2 separate regions of the Mus musculus genome follow, and region 2 is linked to region 1. A link is a contact called in public Hi-C data. All regions are on one chromosome and are shown on one strand. The core of a region is the stretch at or near the end of the contact, and the rest is flanking DNA. Distances in the headings are between cores, read along the strand shown. Region 1 overlaps Daam2 (dishevelled associated activator of morphogenesis 2). Region 2 overlaps Kif6 (kinesin family member 6).

The links. A called contact is a pair of places that touch in the nucleus more often than the background predicts.
Region 2: a contact with region 1 is called in a Hi-C map of the N1E-115 cell line, with 5 times the contacts expected there. The contact joins two enhancer-like sites. A contact is called at or near these places in 1 of 15 datasets of contacts at CTCF or cohesin (the NIH/3T3 cell line), 2 of 484 Hi-C or Micro-C datasets (the N1E-115 cell line and embryonic stem cells) and 1 of 115 datasets of contacts at active chromatin or transcription factors (embryonic basal ganglia).

The regions. Positions count from the first base shown.
Region 1 is chr17:49,464,888-49,471,697 of GRCm38.p6, forward strand. Daam2 (dishevelled associated activator of morphogenesis 2) reads right to left here. Exons shown (of 25, transcript NM_001379372.1): 18 at 4,773-4,879; 19 at 4,486-4,574. Among named protein-coding and RNA genes, the nearest start is that of Gm41595, 25 kb to the left of the region's middle. Within about 2 kb of position 3,539, at least 13 of the 459 cell types and tissues checked have an H3K27ac peak or open chromatin away from gene starts, as enhancers often do. A contact at or near this core is called in the N1E-115 cell line, where this site is marked.
Region 2 is chr17:49,813,028-49,819,837 of GRCm38.p6, forward strand. All of the region lies in intron 13 of Kif6 (kinesin family member 6), which reads left to right. Gm16555 (predicted gene 16555) reads right to left here. Exons shown (of 3, transcript NR_168028.1): 2 at 6,284-6,361; 3 at 4,591-5,429. Among named protein-coding and RNA genes, the nearest start is that of Gm16555, 5.4 kb to the right of the region's middle. Within about 2 kb of position 3,329, at least 63 of the 459 cell types and tissues checked have an H3K27ac peak or open chromatin away from gene starts, as enhancers often do. A contact at or near this core is called in the N1E-115 cell line, where this site is marked.

The sequences.
Region 1 (6,810 bases), core at 2,289-4,788:
CATACTTGAATATGGCAATTTCCCTAGACCTAATAAAGTTTGTGCTTTCTGAATATTTTTATTAAGGGATGTTTGACACATTTTGAAATTCTATATTGTATGTTCATGTGGATACATACGTGTATGGATGTGCATGGATGCGCACATTGTATGTGGAGGTCAGAGGACAATCTAAGGGTACCATTCTCAGGGGACAGCAGCATCTGTGCTCAGAGATAACAGTAAGAGGACTAAACCACCCAGTTGTCTCTGCCTCTGCTGGTCTGACGATTCCTGAAGATGCTCATTATGAAGATAAAACAATAGCCTTTGGGGCTTGAAAGATGATGCCCCCAGTGGGTGGGAGCACTTGTTATGAAAGCCAGAGGACCTGAGTTCAAATCCTCAGCACCAATGGAAAAGGCCATGAGAGAGAGGGGAGCAGCCAGGCAAGAGGATCCTGGGAGCTTACTAACCAGACAGTGCAGCTCAGAGGATTAGCTTTAGGTACAGTGATGGACTGTGTCTCCAAAAGCAAGGTTGAGAAAGAGAGGAGGGCACCTCATGTCTGAGGTTCCTCTGGCCTCTGCATGCACGCTCATGAGGGTGCATTGTACATACATATGTGCCCATGCCACATATACACATACAGACACATACACACAGACACACACACACAGCAAACACAAATACATTATCACATAAAAAGGAAAACCTCAGAAAAAAGTTTGCAGGAAATTTCAAAGACAAGTTAAAAAACTAAGTAGTCATGAAGAAGATATTATAAAAATAAGAAATAAGTGTGAGTTGTCCAGAAAGTCTTTAGATCACACATATCCCACATAGGCACATTCTATGGACTAAAACCAACCCTGTTGTGAATGCACACTTAGATTGTTCCCAGCGTGCATGCACACACACACACACACACGTGTGTGTGTGTGTGTGTGTGTGTGTGTACATGTGTGAGCGTTCATATAGAGGCTGGAGACTGACATGAGGTGTGTCTTCCTCAATCACCCTCCACCTTGTTTTTGAGACACCTTTCCTCTTGAACATGAACCTTGCCCCTTCAGCTAGGCTAGCTGGCCTGGGAGCCTCGGGGATCTGTCAATCAGCATCCACTGCACTGGGTTACAGGTGTGCCACCAAGCCCAGCTCTCAGGATTTGGAAATGTGAGTTCTGGAGTCAGGTCCTCATGCTTATACTGCAAGCCTTTTACCAATTTGCCGTCTCCCCAGCTCTCCCAGCCCAGTGTTTTCAAAACTACAAACCAGAACGCGTAAATTGCCTTGTAGTGGAATAAAATGCAGCGCTGAAAACTGAATATCCACCCTCCACATGTAGCTCTAGGGAGAATCCAAACCCAGAATGCTAAGCTGTTGTACAGCACTAACCTCCAAGTCCCCCAAGACCACTGTCTTCAGTTTAGTGATAGTTGCTTGTGAATGATAGTCCCCACTGGATTTATTGACTGTTGGTGCTCCCACACAGGAGGAGGGAGCAGCCAGGGTCCTGGAACTCCCATTCATGTATCTATCCATGCCCCCAGATGCCTGTGTGTAATTTTGACCTAATTGTTGCATGACCTTGAGGTCTGGGGGCAGGGTATGGGGACCTAGAGTATATAAACTGGAGAAGATTTGGGAAGGGGCTCCGTTTATACAGCCATGGGGATGCCAGCATCCATACTGGGCTCAGACCTTCCAGTGGGACTGCTTTGCAGTCCCCTCACACTCCCAAGGGGGAGCTATTTGTCACTGGGGTCCTAGCAAATGCTAAGGCACACATTGCCTAGCTCAACAGCCACCACCACCTTGGGGGGGGGGGGTGGATTCTTAAGGCATAAACCGAAAAAAAAAAGCAATGGAAAAATCACTCATAAAACACCATTCCATTTATAGAAAATTCAAAATAGAAAGGCTCATCCAGACATCAAGCTATCTCTGAAGTGGAGTGAGAAAAGCTTCCCTTGGAGGGTGACATTATTTGAATGTTTGGAAGGAGGACATAAAGAAGAGCTGGAGCCAGGTGGCGGCGGCTCATGCCTTTAATCCGCCCACGCACTTGGGAGGCCGAGGCAGGAGAGTCTCTGTGAGTTTGATACCAGCTTGGCCTACATAGTAGGTTTGAGGACAGTCAGGCTATGTAGAGAGATCCCGGATCAGGGGTCAGGGGGAGGGGGCTTGGCTGATGAACGGCTCAGCCGTTACGGTGGAATCTCACAAGCAAAGGATGGGAAGGGAAACACAGACAGAGCCTGAGCACATTCAGCTTCTTGACCTGAGTTGATTACACGGACAGGAAGGGGAGAGACTTACGAATCACCTAGAATGAACAGTTATAGTCGGTGTGTGCCATATTTCAATAAAAAAGTTCATTTTCCAAAAAAAAAAAAAAAAAGTAAATAAAACCTACTTGCAAAAATTCCTCTGCAATTTTACACGGCTGGGGATAGTTTTTCTAAGGTTGATGAGCTGTTTGAAAAATCTACAAAGGGATAGCCTTTAAAAAATGCTAAAAATGTTGGCAAAACAGAAAATGATAAGAGTTGAGAGGAAATCAGGAGATGAGAAAACTCCCATCTGCAGAGCTGACATTTCAGACATTCGCAAGAATAATGCGTGCATGAATGCATTCATAAAGATATTACACTTGCCGGCACATTCACCCAGGCTATATTTAGTGCATCTACTTGTAATGAGAATTGGTGATTTTGGTGTGCTCAGCATTGAATGTATTCATAGGGAGAATATATTCAAAGGGGAATTGGGAAATTTGTCAAACCCGGAAAACCACATTGAAGCAACTTCCCCCGGAGCCCCATCTGGGGGACGAGAGGTGGGTGTCAGTAGCTCAGCACCCAGCTGAGGTGGGCTCTGTCTTAGCTACTTCAGGAATACTTCTGAGAGACCTAGAAGCTCAACTCCTCACATGGCTTATGTGTGTATGCCTTCAGGCACCGCTCCCCAGCCCTTCAAGGATAGCAGCCATCCCTAGTGGACAGATGTCTTTTGGATCTCAGCTATAGAAGTTTGATATCCCCCAAATATTTTGTTCTCTCCAGCATGTCTTTCTCCGTGCAGCTTGATATTAAAGACACTTTATGGCCCATCCTGGCTGAGTCTTAGAGTTTAGGTACTTGCTCCTTCGAGTAACGAACAGTCTAAGACGAAACCTTTCCAGTGCCTAAGCTACTCTGGTTCCATAGTTCCAAATGGCCACCACACACATTTGCTTGACTTGAGATGCATAATTAGTGAACCACCCACACCCTAGCCTTAATGCTTGCAGCAAAAAGAGGGTATAGATGATAATAAGGCCTTGCCCACCACCGGGGCAAGAAGATGCCACAGAGATGATTGATCTATTCTTTATTACAATCTGCAGGTCCCTTGTTGCATGCATCTGTGTGTACATGCCAAACACTGCTTTCTTTATCTCTACAAACTCCTACTGCAGAAATCCCAAGGCAGCCTTTGAGAAAGCCCCAGCCTGCTCTCTGAACTAGGCATCTCCGAGAATGTCCAACAGGGGGCGCCTATGTCCTGCTATGCCCCAGCAGGGGGCGCCTATGTTCTGCTATACACCTAGCCTGATACCCTGAGCCTCCCAGACAGTCTCTTGTTTTGTTTGTTTGTTGTGTTTTGTTCTGCCCTGTAAGTCTTGTCCTTACTCCAAGTGAGCCCCCGATCAGTTTCTCCTGCTTCTGCCTTGCTAGGTGCACATATCTGTCTACCATCCTGCCCTCCAGTGTTCCCACCACTTCCTGAGCCCTGCTCCTCTGTTGTCCTCACAGGCAGCCCCAAGGATATACTCTCTGACACAGTGAGTGACTAGGGGACAGGAGGAAGGGTATCAATTGGAAAGACAGCAAACATCTACACTGCTACAGCATTCCTCAAGGATCTCAGAAATGGCAATGGTGATAGAGGAGGTCTGTATCCCCCAGACACCTCTAGGGACCTCCCGATGAGCTCACATTTAAGCAGACATGCCAGTTGAGTTTGTGAACCTAGTGCTTCTTAAGTAGGACAGAATGGATGACTCTGGGCATGCCAGGCCCCAAGAAGGATGCTGGCTATATTCCTATTTACACACACACACACACACACACACACACACACACACACACACCTCTTGGGAGCCAATCCCAGGGCAAAGGAAAGCATCATGTGATTGGCATGTAAGCCAACCTAGACAAGAACATTTCTCTATAATAATTATAGTTCCAAGCTGGTGGTGTGCACCCTCCTATAGTCCCATCACTTGGAAAGCAGAGGCAGGAAGATTAGGAGTTCAAGGCCAGCCTCAGCTACCTAGTAAGCTGGAAGCCTAGACCACATGAAACCCTGATGAAAAATCTAAATGTCATAGTTTTACATGTTACACTTGATTTGGGCACCTCTCTGGGGTTAGGGGAAGGCAGATATTTCCCTCTGCCCCATCGATCAATCCCCAGATACGTCCACTCTCCAGGTGTGCACTGCAGGCTCCAGCCCTACCTTCTACTTTGGGCTTGGCCTCAGCCAGGCGTTCCTGGAACTTCTTCTTGAAGAACAGGGCCTGTAGCCGTTGCTGGTAATGGTCGATCCTGTGGACAGGGTGGACAAAGTCACAGGTGAGCCCATGGCTCCAAGGTAGCCCCAGATTTTTCTTGGGCTATTCTTCCCTCCCTTTCCTTGGCCAGAGCTGCTGCCTGAATCCCATTTCTCCTGCTATACCTGGTGCCCTACTGTCAGAGCTGGGCCCTGAACCTCCTCTTTCCTGCCGTGCCCCGTTCCCAACTGACCTGCTCATTTCATAGAGGAAGCGATCTGCACGCGCCATCCTCTCAATCTCATGTTTGTGCTCTTCTAGGAGATCAATGTCGCTCTTCTCGGGGATGAACTTGAGAAGCTGCAAAGAGCGGGCGCGAGTCATACGGGAAGCAGATGGATGCACAGTCCATTCAACATAGAGACGTTCATGCACTGCCTCTGCTCAGTATGAGGAGGGGCCTGCTGAGGCAGGAGGATTCAGGGCCAGCCTGGGCTACATACCAAACTTTGAGGGTAGCTTAGGTTACATAACAAGTTGAAGGCCAACCTCATCTATATACCAACTTCCAGGTAAGCCTGAGTTACCTAGCAAATTGAGGCCAACCTGTTCTACCCATCAGTTTGGAGGTCAGCCTGGCTACGTAGTGAGCTTGGGTATTTTACCCGAGTATGTAAATGCATGTTTGTGCAGTGCCTGTGGGGAACAGAGGAGGGGATCAGGTCCCCTGGAACCAGAGTTACAGAGGTTTGTGAGCCTCCAAGTGGGTGCTGGAAGCTAAACCCTGGTCATCTATATGAGCAGCCTGTGCCTTAACCCCTGAGTCATTGTTGGAAAGTATCCCTCTAGGGTTCACACACACGGGAACCTCCCAATTCACATGTTAATGGCATCTAGCAGGAATGCCTTTGGGGGATAGTTCAGATTAGATGAGGGTACAAGAGTGAGACCCCAGCAATGACATTAGTGGCCTGATAAGAGCAAGAGTTGCATCTGCTCTGTCTCCTGCTGTGATGCCCTCTACCATGCTTTGGTACAGTCTAAGACCTCACAAGGCCCAAGCAGACCCAGCACCGTGCTTTTGGCCTTCCCAGCCTCTAGAGCCATGAGCCAAGTTAACTCTTATTTATAGATTTACTGGTCTCAGGGATTTTGTCATAGCCACAGAACATCACTATGCCCAATTCCCATCTTTTCACTCAACATAACCTTTAAGATTCACGCATGCTGTATACACTGGTTTGTCTTTATCTCCTGCTTAGTAGTATTCCACAGAAGGGATGTACCACAGTCAGTTTATCTACTTCCCTAGTAATGATCAGTTGCGTTGCTCGCCCTCTGGGAGGTTTAATAAATCAAGTTACTATAATTGTGTCTGTGTATGTCTTTTAATATTTATAGTGGCCTCTCTTCAGGATGTACCTAAGTGTGAGATTCCTGGGTAATAGGGCAGACACATGCTTAGCCTTAATATGCATGCCCAATGGCTCTGTAAAGTATGATGAATGGTAATTCCAGTTCTGCTACTCCTTCACCAGTGTGTGGCTGTCAGTCTTTAATTTTAGCTAACAGATGGGAGTATGACGCTCCTCTGCTGTGGTTGGCTGTTTCTCTGGCAACTCCTGACCCTGGGACCTTCCAGGTGCTCACAGGCTGCCAGACACTGTCTTCCATAAAGCGATGGTTCAAGACTTCAGCAACTGCTTCTTTCACGAGTTTCTCACTGATCTGTAGCATTCCTTACCAGGAACACACACCATTTGTTATATGTACTCTTGGAAAATGCTATCTACACTTTGCCTGGCTATCCCCGGAGGGGGGGGGGGACACATTCTCTGATTGACACTGGCTCTTTTTCTTCATTTTTTATATTTTTAAATTTATTTTCATTTATGTGTATGGGTGTTTTGTCGGCATGTATGCCAGTACCATGTGTGTGCCTGGTGCCTACAGAAATAGAAAGAGGGAGTCTGATCTCCTGAAGCTGGCATTATAAGTGACTGTGAGCCAGCATATGGGTACCAGGAAATGAACCTGGGTCCTGTGCAGGCATCGAGTGCTCCTAGCTGCTGAGTCATCCTCCCTTCAGTGGCCCAGCTCATCTCTTGAGATGGAGTCTCATGAAGCCTAGGCTGGCCTCAAGCCCCAGTGTGGGATTATAGATGTGCACCACCACACTCAGTTTCTGTGGACCTCCAGGACTTCGTGCATGCTTGACAACTGTGCTCTTCGTTTTAATCAAGTTCAGTTGGCAGCGTGCATGTTTGCCACTTGCCGGGTCTTTCTTAAAG
Region 2 (6,810 bases), core at 2,079-4,578, 350 kb after region 1:
GGCGGCCATTCCCCCATTACTCTGTTAAGTACGTAGAGTGGCCGTGCAGCTGAGGTTCTGTGCTGGTTAGTTTTGTCAACTTGACACAAGAGCTAATGAAAGGAGGGATCCACAACTGAGAAAACGCCTCCAAAAGAACCAGCTGTGGAGCATTTTCTTAGTTAGTGATCAATGGGGGATGACCCAGCCCATTGTGGGTGGGGCTATCCTTTAGCTGGTGGTCCTGGATTCTATTTAAAAAAAAACAAACAAACAAACAAGCTGAATAAGCCATGACGAGCAAGCCAGTAAGTAGCATCCCCCTTGACCTCTGCATCTGCTCCTGTCTCCAGGTTCCTGCCTTACTTGAGTTCTTAGCCTTGCTTCTTTCCGTGATGGACTAGAATGTCAAAGTGTAAGCCAAATAAAAACTTTCTTTACCAAGTTGCTTTTGTTTCATTACAGTGATAATTACCCTAACTAAAATTAGGCTTCAAGTTCCTAATGTTACTTAATTTTAATTGAACTATTTGAAGCATAAAAGTGGGCCCACTAGATATCTTATTTTATATAAGATGACATATCATTTTAAATGTGTTGGGGGGCATGTTACTGTTAGAATTCAGCCTATGCCTAACAGGGGAATTTTTCATTTCACATCTGACACATGAATATAAGATTGGCCAGTTTTGTCCATGTGAATACAAATATTACAGGACAGTTTTGCATTACTTAATTTGATCCTTATAAAACATGAACATTCATTTACTTTCCACAACTGTAGATTTTATGAAACACAAGTAGATATTAAATGTTGCTAATATTAGTTTGTATCCAAACTGAGATGTGCTGAAAGTTTCAACAATGTAAAGGCGTTCAAAAATCTAATATCTAAAAAAAAATCAATATAATATTTAAGAAATGTATCAATATCGATTACATGTTAGCCTGCTACTATCTAATAAGTTGGATATGTTGTTGAAACTAATCTTACTTATTGGTTCTTAAGAATGGAATGAGTCTTCATTTTTTATTATGTAAGTTGGAGTGTGTGCATTGAGTACTCTGTGGAGGCCAGAAGAGGGCGCTATATCTCCTGGGGCTGGAGGTACAGGCATTTGTGAGCTCTGGGTGTTGGTTGCTGGGTACTGGGTACTGGGTGCTAGGAACCATACTCATGTCCTCCACAAGAGCAGTATGTGTTCTTAACTGCTGAGCCATCTCACCAGCCTCCACCTATTTGTTTTAATACATGTACTAGGAAAACCTGGAATTATATTCATAGGTTAAGTTCTATTTTCATTGCACCAACTGCTGGTGTGGAGTGAGCAGAAGGCAGAGGTGAAGAGAATTGGCAGTGCATTTCAGGCTAGCCAGGCAACTGCTCCTACCTCTCCCTTTGCTTTGCCATCTGCTGGCAAAGAGCACGCCCTCTCTCCTCACCTATTAACTGGTGCCAAACAGTGCTCGCTCATTTATACCCCGCCCTGACTTTCTGTTGAGGAGTTATTAAATTGGACATCAACCATGGTCTAGCCAGGCTTTAAGCAAATCATAACTTAAGGTTGATCTCTTCCAAAACTCTGCTGAGAACCCATTTAGCATGGCCATGCATATGTGCCTGCTTGTTTTCTGGGAGCGAGCAAGCATCCGGTCCATGTTGAAATAAATGTGAGAGAATGCAAGAGTTAAGTTCATGATTCTAAATAAGAGTCCTGGGACACTTCCCAGAAGAGACGGTATGTGACATGAAGTTGTAAGAACGCAGTGGAGCCTGCCACTTGAGAGGGGCTGTTCAGAGCCAAGAAGGCATTGCTCGTGAGGCATGGAAAGTCAAGGTGCATTTATCTTCCAAGTCTTTCTATCCAAAATATCTGATCAGATAGTTTTGTACCTTTCAATTATCTAGTTTAACAAATGCATTCTTTAAAACAAAAAGAAAGTCAGATTCGAGTTAAATTTTTATTTTTGTAACAAGAGAGTTTGAATATCTGCTCCCCTAAGTAGCTGAACATCATGCTGTTAATACTGTCTGTTCTACACCATGCAACCCTTCCCCCAGTTCCCACTCTCTTCCTCGTTTGTGAGTTGGATCCCTTAGATGGGCAGGAGGGGTAGAGTCAGTATGTAGGAGACTCACACTTATAGAAACATACACAAAAATGCATGCTTGAATATGCCAGAATGCCAGAGAAACGTGTGTTCCTACTCAAGCACAATACAGTACAATAGAGTCAAGGATCCAGACAATACAGACAGACAGGCCAAGACCCACAAAACTGTATAAGGCCACCGAGCCTGCCTGTTAGGGACAATCAGTGACTGTTGTATGCTGGCCTTATTTTGATTGCTCATAGTTATCGTTTATCAGCTACAGGGAGGGATCCATATGAGGCAGAGGAGACTGATGAGTATTTTATGTAGGGGATTTAGGAGGTGTGCAAAATAGCTTTCCGATCCTAGCACGGTACTGCACTTCTATACTCCTGGTGCTGAGAAGGAGAGTGTGCGTGAGCTTGCTGGTGAGGAATCTATCCACGCAAAATTGGAGAACACTTGAGGAGGACACCTGATGTCTATCCAACTCTGACCTCAACATACACATGTGCATTTGCACATACATGCACAGACACATTCACATACTCACGCACAGGCACACATGCACAGGCACGTGCACACGCATGCACTCTCTCTCTCTCTCTCTCTCTCTCTCTCTCTCTCTCACACACACACACACACACACACACACACACACTCACACTTTCCGGTAACCATTCTTTCTGTGGAACTGTCAAGAAAACCTGGTTTTAAGAAACAAGACAAACAGCTCTCAGTGGGAAGCAATTTGAAAGGATATCAGATTTGAAAAAACCAGACCGAATCAGGCAGACCCAAGTTTCTTCACAGCTCGGGGATTGTCTTCAGTGCTGCAGATGGACAGGCAGGCATTTAAAAGGGTTAATTAGAAACCTCATGTTATTCTTTCATAAAACATCTCCTGTGTAGCCTGGTATCCGCTCTGGGTCTGTTTCTCTTTAGTGTGGCCCTGGACAGTGTTAATTACACAGGAGGCAGCAAAAGACTGAGAATCCTCTTATTCAGATAGTTCACAACTGACAGGGAGTAATGGCTCCAGCCATTGTTTCCTTAGGCAAAGACTATTGATGTAGCATGTGCCCCCAGGAGCAGGCTGGGTGACAGCAGGCTTTATCATTCTCCTTCCTGCACAGACCCCTGTCACCAGATCACACTAATTCACATGATTGCCGGGTCTGTCACTCCATCTGTCTGAGTAATTAGCCCCGGGCAAACTCAGTGGCATCTCCTATCTCTGACTCTTCAACAAAGTTGTGAGTCACACCAACCCAATGAAAGCTATGTCTTGTTGCTTCAGTTCCAATGGATCCAAGCGCATGGGATGAGGGAGGGGGAGGGGAGAGCATCCGAGACTCTCATCTCCTGCCTTGGCTGTGGAAAGCAAGCCTCCATCCATTCTGAGATGGACCTTGTTGCTGTGCTGCCACAGGGCTGAGCTTTGACTTTGCTCCACACGTCTGGAAAGCACAGCGCAGGCTGAGCTCTTTCTAATCATCCTGCTCTTTTTTAATAAAAATGTTCCTTTTTTTTTCAACCTTCTCCCCCCCCCCCCATTAACTTGGAATAGTAGATTTGGTAACAGGACAGACACTAGCAATTGAGTTAAAATGAGTCACTTTTGCAACCAGGCTAGGAGACCCATGTCTCTGTAATTATGAGTTCAAAGACTGGTTGTCTGTTAACAGGAGGAAGTCTAGCCAGAGGGGCTTTCAGTCTGCTCCCTCAGAGTCCCTCATACCCTGAGAGCAATTATTGCCCAGAGCTCCCCCAGAGCTCATTAGAGAGCCCAGTGAAGTGAGAGGCAGCTTCCGGGCCAGGCACAGGGGGCAGTCCTCCTAATGGGCCACACCAGCTCCCAGCTGTGCCCTCCCAGAACAGTGAGCATTTTCTACTGCAGAAGACGCCGATCTGGCTCAACTCAGGATGCTTCTTCATTAGGTCACTCAACTCCGCTCGAATCTTTCCTTCCTCTTCCTCTTCCTCTTCCTCTTCCTCTTCCTCTTCCTCTTCCTCTTCCTCTTCCTGCCGCATGGCACAGAGGGTAAATGAAGGCCCCGTGCACTTGGCAATGTCTTCCACAGCCCAGTTCTGCTTCTGGCTTAAAGAAAAGAGGATTTTTTCCCCTCTCTTCCCCTCCCTCCCCCTTCCTCCCTCCCTTCCTTAGTCTTTTTCCTTCCTCCTCTTCTTTTTCGTCAGGACCACATGTTTTACGTTCACTGTATCTATCCATTTCGCATGGGTTGTGTTCTGTAAAGTTTTTAGCATGCAAGTCTCCTTTACCCACTCACAACAGGCCTCCAACCCTCTCCCTTCCCCCCGCCTCTCCTGCCCAGTCACCTCTGTTCTCCTTTCATGACATACACCAACCTGATTTTCTAGACCTACGTAAAACCTAGGAACCCTACATGAGCATGGCTGAATTCACTTCTGTGATCATCTCTCCTTTCCTGCCTTCATCTTCTCCCAAATGACACACCTCTGTCTTTCCCTTATGTGTCTATAAACCACACTTCCTTTTTTCAAGATTTATTTATTTATTCATTTCAGGCACATGAGTACACTGTCGCTGTCTTCAGACACACCAGAAGAAGGCATTGGATCCCATTACAGATTGTTGTCAGCCACCATGTGGTTGCTGGGAATTGAACTCAGGGCCTCTGGAAGAGTAGTCAGTCGTTTTCACCACTGAGCCATCTCTCCAGCCTCAAACTGCACTTTCTTTATTCATTCTTCTGCTGATGGATACTTAGGATGCTCCCTTAATGCAGGTATTCATACACAGAAACACACAGTGAGTGACAAAATTAAATAAGCTCTTCCAGATCCTGGATTGTGGGGCCTTTCCCCTTAGCCTCTGATTCACAAACCCTGAGCCCCTCTGTGAACAGTCACCCCAGGCCCTTCCTCCTGCCACCTTCCATGCCCTCCCATCATGCACAGGTGCATATGTCAATGACCACCTGTAAGCGTCAGACACAGGAAGATTCACACCACACCATCCAGTACCCTTTAGCTCTGATCCATGCCCACTGCATCTAATCTTTCAGAGACTCATGCTCGCGCCTGGGCTCCAGCTCTCCACTCTCACAGACACCTCTCTCTCTCTCTCTCTCTCTTTCTCTCTCTCTCTCTCTCTCTCTCCTCCAGCTCCATCATACCAGTGCACTCAGGCACACACATGCACTCAGATACACACCCACACACATTTCCACAATCACACAGACGCAGTTGCAGGTCTATACCGACTTCCCGTATAAAAGTCAGGGACTAGAGGAGCCAAGTTCAAGATCCTGATTTCTAGGACACAGGTTTCTAGTGGCTCTTCCCGCACGGCTTCAGAGTCACATGGCTTCCTAGAAAGCAAGATGAAATTCAATGCCGAACTCCCTCTGGTAAGCTGGCTTACTAAAACACCCCAAATGTCTCTGCAGAGAAGCCACCATGGAGGATGAACCCTCTGACTCCCCTCAGTAGCACAGCCTCCCCCCCCCAACCCCCCATGTTTCTGTCTTTCGTAGACAAGCTCTCCTGCTGTCTGGTGTCTCTCCTTGCTACAGGAGTGTGCCAGGGGCTGATGGGATGGGCATCAGGAAGATAGTGCCACGGTAGACTGGGGCAGGAAGTGCTTCAGGCAGGTGGGAGGTGGTCGGTTGGGTCGACTGATGCGCATTGATCTGGAAAGCTCAGAGTCGCAGATCAGCTCTCATTCACCACCTTTCTCCTAACTCCACAGTGAGTACTGCACAGTAGCACTGTCAGGGCTTGTGGAAACAATTGATTAGCTATGGAAGAGTGGTCGTGTAGCAAGAGAATCCTTGCAGTGATACTTACAAACCGTGAAGTAATACAAATACAATAAAATACAACTGTCTGGTGGAAGGGAATAGACTCCAAGAAAGATGCATTCCATAGCCATAAAAAGTAATATTCTTAAAGATCTTGATGCACCATAGAAAGGGGTGATTAGATAATGTTAAATGAAATCAGCAGGCCAAGGGGTTGTATGTGTTATCATCCTAACTATGTAATAAGACAGAGCACAGCATGAAGTGGAAAGAAAAATGCAGCCACTAAGTAGCGCTGGGGTTTGTTCAGGTTTTTTCCCAGCTTCTTTATACCATTCAGTATCTTCCAACTTTTCTACAATGGACCATTTATAGATTAATAATTAAAACCAAATTAATCAATGCCTTAGGTATGGTTTCACCTCGTCAGGAAGCCAAATCCTCTGGGGTCTGACATCTTAGCTCCTGCATGTGGCATGGACTGCACCCATTTCTGAACTCTGTAGGGCAGTAGAGTGAGAGAAAATCTTCACACACCTTCCAGTGAACTCGTCAGAAATTCGGGGGAACGGTAACTTCCTGCTCTCTATTGAGGAGGTGGAAATGGGATCTACAGATTCCCAGTGGGCACCTACATGTGCCAGTTTACCTACCCTTCAAAGGAGAGGGTAGGACTGAAGATCTAAATTTTGGAACCATTTGTATGTAAGCAAATGGAATTGTCTCTTGAAAGATAAATGTCTAGGGAGGAGTCTTACCATCTCTGGCATTCAAGGAGATGCCAGGAAGGTATCAGGGGTTGTTGGGATGGGCATCACAAAGGTAGTTCCAAAGTGGACTGGGGTAGGAAGTGTTCAGGCAGGTGGAAGGTGCTCAGCTGAGTCAACTGATGCACATTATTCCAGATAAACTAAGTTATCCTCTCACCGTAAACCAAGACCATTTCTCA